2 separate regions of the Mus musculus genome follow, and region 2 is linked to region 1. A link is a contact called in public promoter capture Hi-C data. All regions are on one chromosome and are shown on one strand. The core of a region is the stretch at or near the end of the contact, and the rest is flanking DNA. Distances in the headings are between cores, read along the strand shown.

Region 1 (2,700 bases), core at 41-2,540:
TGCGAGACATTTTATTATTTGAATCAATCTTCTGTAGAATAAAAAGAAATAAAGTTAAATATACAAAAAAAAAAAAACCTACTACAGGGCATACAGAGCATTAAAGAGACACCAAGGATCGCCTAGATCATTAGGTATTGGAAGGTCCCAAATGTAAGCCAGATTAGTGTTCAAATCAAACAGACTCACTAAATCCTATCATGAACTCACCCATTGTCCTGTGTGTGTGTGTGTGTCTCGGGGCAAGAATCTTACTTGAAGGTAACAGATAAATAAAGTCATGTAAAATAGAAAGGATAGCCCTATAATACTAAGTTTCAAACTCAAGGAGAGGTTGATTTTTGTCACTGAAGGTCCTCACAGAAGTAGTATTGAAATCTGGACACAGAGAGAAAAATGTTGGTATGTCGGTGGAGGGTTTATAAAGCAAGACTTACATGCCAGGTTTAGTTTTACAGTTAAGGCATCACCGAAAAATTTGAAAACAGGCTCAGAGTGCGACAAAAGCATTTTTAAATAACTTGAAAAACCTAAAGAGGTTAGAAGGGTACAAACTCGAATATTCTGAATAGCACATTTTAGCCTTCACAAGGCTTTTTGTAACTCCCTTGTTTAAATACGACACGATTTAGTAAAATAGTTATAGAACTAGCTATTTCAGTTTCTCTAAGAGGAACGCTAAAGAAGGAGGTCTGTGTGGTGGGGGGGAACAGGAAGAGCTTCAGTACAATCCGCCTCTTTCCTTTTTAAAGGGAAAGGATTGGGGGGGAAAAAAAGTAAAATAAGAAAACAAATCCTTGCGTGAGTTACCAAGGACCAGGGACCGGCTTCTCCCTCTTTGATTAAGAAATCCGTACATTCTAAACTTCCTACATTTTAGCATCTCTGCGCCGCGTGAGAAAGAAAGGGAAAAGGATTCCTGGAAGCTACCTCTCAATGGTCAGTAACTCCGCATATAAGGATAACACCAGCTTCACCCGGACTCTTGGAAGAACCAATGGCGTCTTCAGTCAGCAGCTCAGGCTGCCACCCCTCAACAGGTATCTCGGGGCTACCGGACCGTTAGGATCGGTCACCAAGACAACCACACGCCGTGCCCCAGAAGAAGTCGGAAGAACCTGGGGTGCGCAGGTACCCAAGCTCACTCCTTCCCGGAAGCCAGTCGGAAGCGGTGCAGGCTGGGAGCTGTAGTCCAGAGGAAAGCCCCGCCCACCGGCGGGAGGAAACAACCAACACTCGCCCAATCACCGCGACCGTCGGGGAACGAACGCGCCTTCGTGTTTTCTCGCGAGAGTGACCTCACCAGCCAGCGGGCAAAAGCGGGAATGCGCGTGGCCGCGCCTCGGTTTCTTAGCTGACGGCCGGGATCCCACGCCGCGAGGCGAGATGCTCAGGTCCAAGACGTTCTTGAAGAAGACCCGCGCGGGCGGCGTGGTGAAGATCGTGCGCGAGCACTACCTGCGGGATGACATCGGCTGCGGCGCGCCGGCTTGCTCGGCCTGCGGCGGGGCGCACGCGGGCCCGGCCCTGGAGCTGCAGCCCCGGGACCAGGCGAGCAGCCTCTGCCCGTGGCCGCACTACCTTCTGCCGGACACCAATGTGCTGCTGCACCAGGTGCGTGGACGCGGGGCCGCGTGGTGACGAGGGGGCGTGGCAGACAGGGACGCTGGGGACCGGGGAGGCGGGTCTTGGGATGTTGGATGGAGAGAGGCAAGTACCGTGGCTACCCTCGCTCGCATCCTGCCATCCAGGCTGAGGTACCGTTCCCTGATGTCACTTTATTTATTTATATATATATATTTTTTTTCGGTTCTTGGAGTCTTATTTTTAGACACGTTACATTTTCTAACCCCTGGTGTCTCTTCTACTTTAGATTATAAGTGCCTGGAAGCCGGGGACCTGGGCTTCTGTGGCCTCCAGATTGCGACCCCCAGGCAGCTTGTAAGTGCCTACGAACAAAAAATTGTGTGGGCCAGCATAATTTACTTATTAATAGCTCTGGTATTGCAAACTCTGTGGTCCGATTATGGGTGCTTGTCATCGTCTCAGGCCTACAGGGTCCCCCCTTAGTGACTTTGTCAAGTTTTTTCTGCAGCCAAGTACCACTTTGGCCTAACGGAGAGTCAGTGTTTTAAACTGTCACAAGAATTCAGGCTGGGCAGAGAGTTCAAGGTAGAACTGAAAACGGGGGAGTTAACATTTGGCTTTGGTTTTTTAAGATTGATGTCCTCGAACACCCGGCCATCAGAAATGTCATTGTGCTACAAACAGTGATGCAAGAAGTGAGAAACCGGAGCGCCCCCATCTACAAGCGAATCAGGGATGTGACCAATAACCAGGAAAAGCATTTCTATACCTTCACTAATGAGCACCATAAGTAAGTATCACAAAACCACAGGGCTACCTAAATTTAACAGACTTCTTGGAAAGGAATTTATCAAACACAGGCTGTAGCTTCCTGTGCTGCTTGGTGGTTACCTGGTTGTGTGGAAGACAGTGCTACCTACATAGGCTCATCTAAGGTCGCAGTGTTAGTGAGGTCACACCCTAAACCAGGATCTAGCCGCTAAAGTCGTCCTTTTACTTCTGAAATGCTCCCTTTAAGTTGTCTATTGAGTTGAATGGTTGATTCTTTGGCGATAAGAACCATCTACACTCCTGTAATCCCATATTATGTGAGTGACAAATATATAGGAGAAA
Region 2 (2,700 bases), core at 130-2,629, about 22 Mb before region 1:
ATACACTGCATATTACTTGAATAAGGCGGGCATGGGAACTGGTGCGCTCAGGAAACTTGGCTGGGGGACTGCCACAGGTTTGAAGGGCCTGTGTAAACTAGAGAGCCAAACATCGCTATCTCCCCTCCCCCCAAAATTAAAAGCACCATTAAGAAGGACATAGTTTAAAGCACCATTTCACACAGAAGTTAAGTCTCCAACTTCTTTACTTACTAAAATCTAAGTGTGGCCAGATTATCCATTCTACTCAAAGCGAAATTAGCAACTGTTTTAAAAGACAGCTCCCAACTTTAGGTCGGTAAGTACAAGACATGTCAACGTCACTAGCTATATATAAAAGACATCTTTGCTTTGTAAGTAAAGCTATTCACACATCCTCAGAGTCTCCTAAAAAACTTCAGACCCATGGGTCGTAAGGAGCTCCACGTATCAACTTTCCTAGAAATTACCTCACAAAAATCTGAGCTTCAACACTAACAATGTATCTTCCGTCTTCTAGTGAGCTAATAATATTATTGCTAGCTTGCAAATGGGCTTATAACTGTATCTGAAATGGAACCCTTGATCTAAGACTGATTGAGAACGATCTGTGTTATATGAAAAAGAGATGGCACTGGCCCAGTTAGACAGCCACAGCCCCCAGTATATCCCGTTTATAAGCCCAAATCTCTAGAGATCAAACAAGATTCGAAGGAAGAAGAGCAGAGCGAGGTGGTCAAGCAGGGATCCCTCAAAGGCAACTTCACACGATCTTGAAGGGACCGGCGTGTGCAGTTCCTTTTAGAAACCAGAAAGGGGCTCGGGGGAAAGACGCCGTAAGGCAGCGACAGGCAGGACACGCGTTCTCCCTGAGCTGGGATGGGGAAGGGAGCGGCTGGGGTGGTGGGGGAAGCGGGACGGGTCAGGAGCTGCCGGGGTCTGGCCGCCCGCGAGGGCTGGCGGGCCACGCGGGGAGGGAGAGCAGGGCTGGGGTGCAGGGCCCGCGGGCGGGGCGCGTCAGGCGCGGTGGCACGTGTGCGCGGGTCGGCGGCGAGGCAACCGGCGCCGCCGCCGCTGCACGGGCCGGAAGGGCCGGGGCCGGGCGGGAGGCGCGCACGTGGGCTGCGGGGCCGCTGTCCGCCAGCCGGGCCGACCCGCGCCGCTCGGCCGGCCGGCCGACGAGCGCCCAGGGCCAGCCGGCCGGCCGCGGAGGAGAAGGATCGGCGCGCCGGGGCCGCCGATTCGCTTACCTCCGCCTGTTTCCGGACCACATTGTCGGGGCTGAGCAGGTTTCCCAGGAGCAGGTAGAACTGTTGCTGCTCCGCCGCGGCCGCCGCCATTGCGCTAGGCGTGAGAGAGAGAAGGAGGGAGCTGTGAGGCGCGCTGGCGGGCCGGCGGGAGGGTTGGGGGCGGGCCCAGCGCGGCGACCGGCACCAGCGGCGGCGCGGGGATGAGGGGCCGGGCGAGAAGGGCGGGGCCGAGGGGGCCGAGGGAGGACGGGGCGGGGCCTCGCGCCCTCTCACCCGGCCGCGGCCGCCGACGCCGGCGTCCCATTGGCTCGCGGCGCGGGGGGCGTGCCCGAGGCCGCCCCCCCTCGAGGGCCACGCCGATTGGTCACGCACCCTGCGGTGTCGTCACTCCAGCGCGCGCCGGGAGGCGGGGCTGGCGGGCGTGTGTGGCGGCCAGAGGGCCGCTGTTAGGACGAGGTTGGGGTTCCCGGGGCGCGGGTTGGGAGGAGCCGATCCGGCTGGGCCGCCGCGAGGGGCGTGAGGCCGGGCCCGGAGGAGGGGCCAGCTCCTGAGCGCGGGAGATTTCGGCGCCGCGGGCTGGCTGGACTCCCTTTCCCTGCCGCCCGCCGCGTAGCCGCGCCTTAGGGCTTTGGGGCCCCGGGACCCCCCTCCCTAACCCCATCCCAATCCCCCCAGCAGCGAGCACACACGCATACACACACCCGCCTCTGCAGACCCCTCCATCTGTCTGGCCCTGTGGTGTCGTGTCGTCCCCCTCAGCCTGTGACTCAGGCGGTCCCTACCCTCCTCTGTCCTGTGACTCACGTCCAGGGACTGTCCCGGAAGAGGGGTTGCTCATCACGGACTCTTCCCCCCTGCACCTCTCCGTCCCGGATCAAATCACGCACGCTCCCCACCCGGGAACTGCCACCCATCCTGGTGTTTGGAGCTTCCTTGCTCTCTAAGGATGGGAGAAGTCATGAGCCACTCCCTAACGTGGTCGATCCATTGATAGTTGATGCGTGCCAGCATGGAGGGGACCAGAGGCTGCCTCCCTCTCACCTCCTAAACTCTAGTGCTTAAACACCAGCGTTGGCCCATCTTTCTATCTGGGACTGCCTAAACAGGAGAGAGCAGAGCTCAAACTGAAACACTTTGAGAATCATGTCCTATTCAGAATCATGTCTAATGTCCACAGACTCAAATGCTCATATCAAAAGAAAAAAATAATGTATGAAATGGTCCTACACTGAAAAAAAAAAAAAAACAATGTGGCCCAAGAATGAAAGAGCATCCCCAGTTGGAAACTAGTTCTACAAAATAGATGCGCTGGCCTCCAGAAAAGCAGAACGTAATCAGGGTTGCAGCTACACCTATAGAGGGGAGACCTTTCTCCACAATTCAGATTCTGTTGTAAAAATCTTGACTGGCTCTCAGCTCCCAAGTTTATCCCAGCTCCTGTTTGCCCAGACTCAGTTAAAAGCCTACTGTG

The links. Promoter capture Hi-C pulls out the DNA fragments that hold promoters and counts their contacts.
Region 2: a contact with region 1 is called in a promoter capture Hi-C map of pre-B cells. The contact joins the promoter of Ipo5 here to the promoter of Dis3 in region 1.

The regions. Positions count from the first base shown.
Region 1 is chr14:99,098,360-99,101,059 of GRCm38.p6, reverse strand. It overlaps Dis3 (DIS3 homolog, exosome endoribonuclease and 3'-5' exoribonuclease), which reads left to right and starts at 1,290. Exons shown (of 21, transcript NM_028315.2): 1 at 1,290-1,614; 2 at 2,220-2,377. The coding sequence starts at 1,387. It overlaps Pibf1 (progesterone immunomodulatory binding factor 1), which reads right to left and starts at 1,636. Exons shown (of 18, transcript NM_029320.3): 1 at 931-1,636; 2 at 1-31. The coding sequence starts at 10.
Region 2 is chr14:120,909,873-120,912,572 of GRCm38.p6, reverse strand. Ipo5 (importin 5) reads right to left here and starts at 1,379. Exons shown (of 26, transcript NM_023579.4): 1 at 1,230-1,379. The coding sequence starts at 1,319.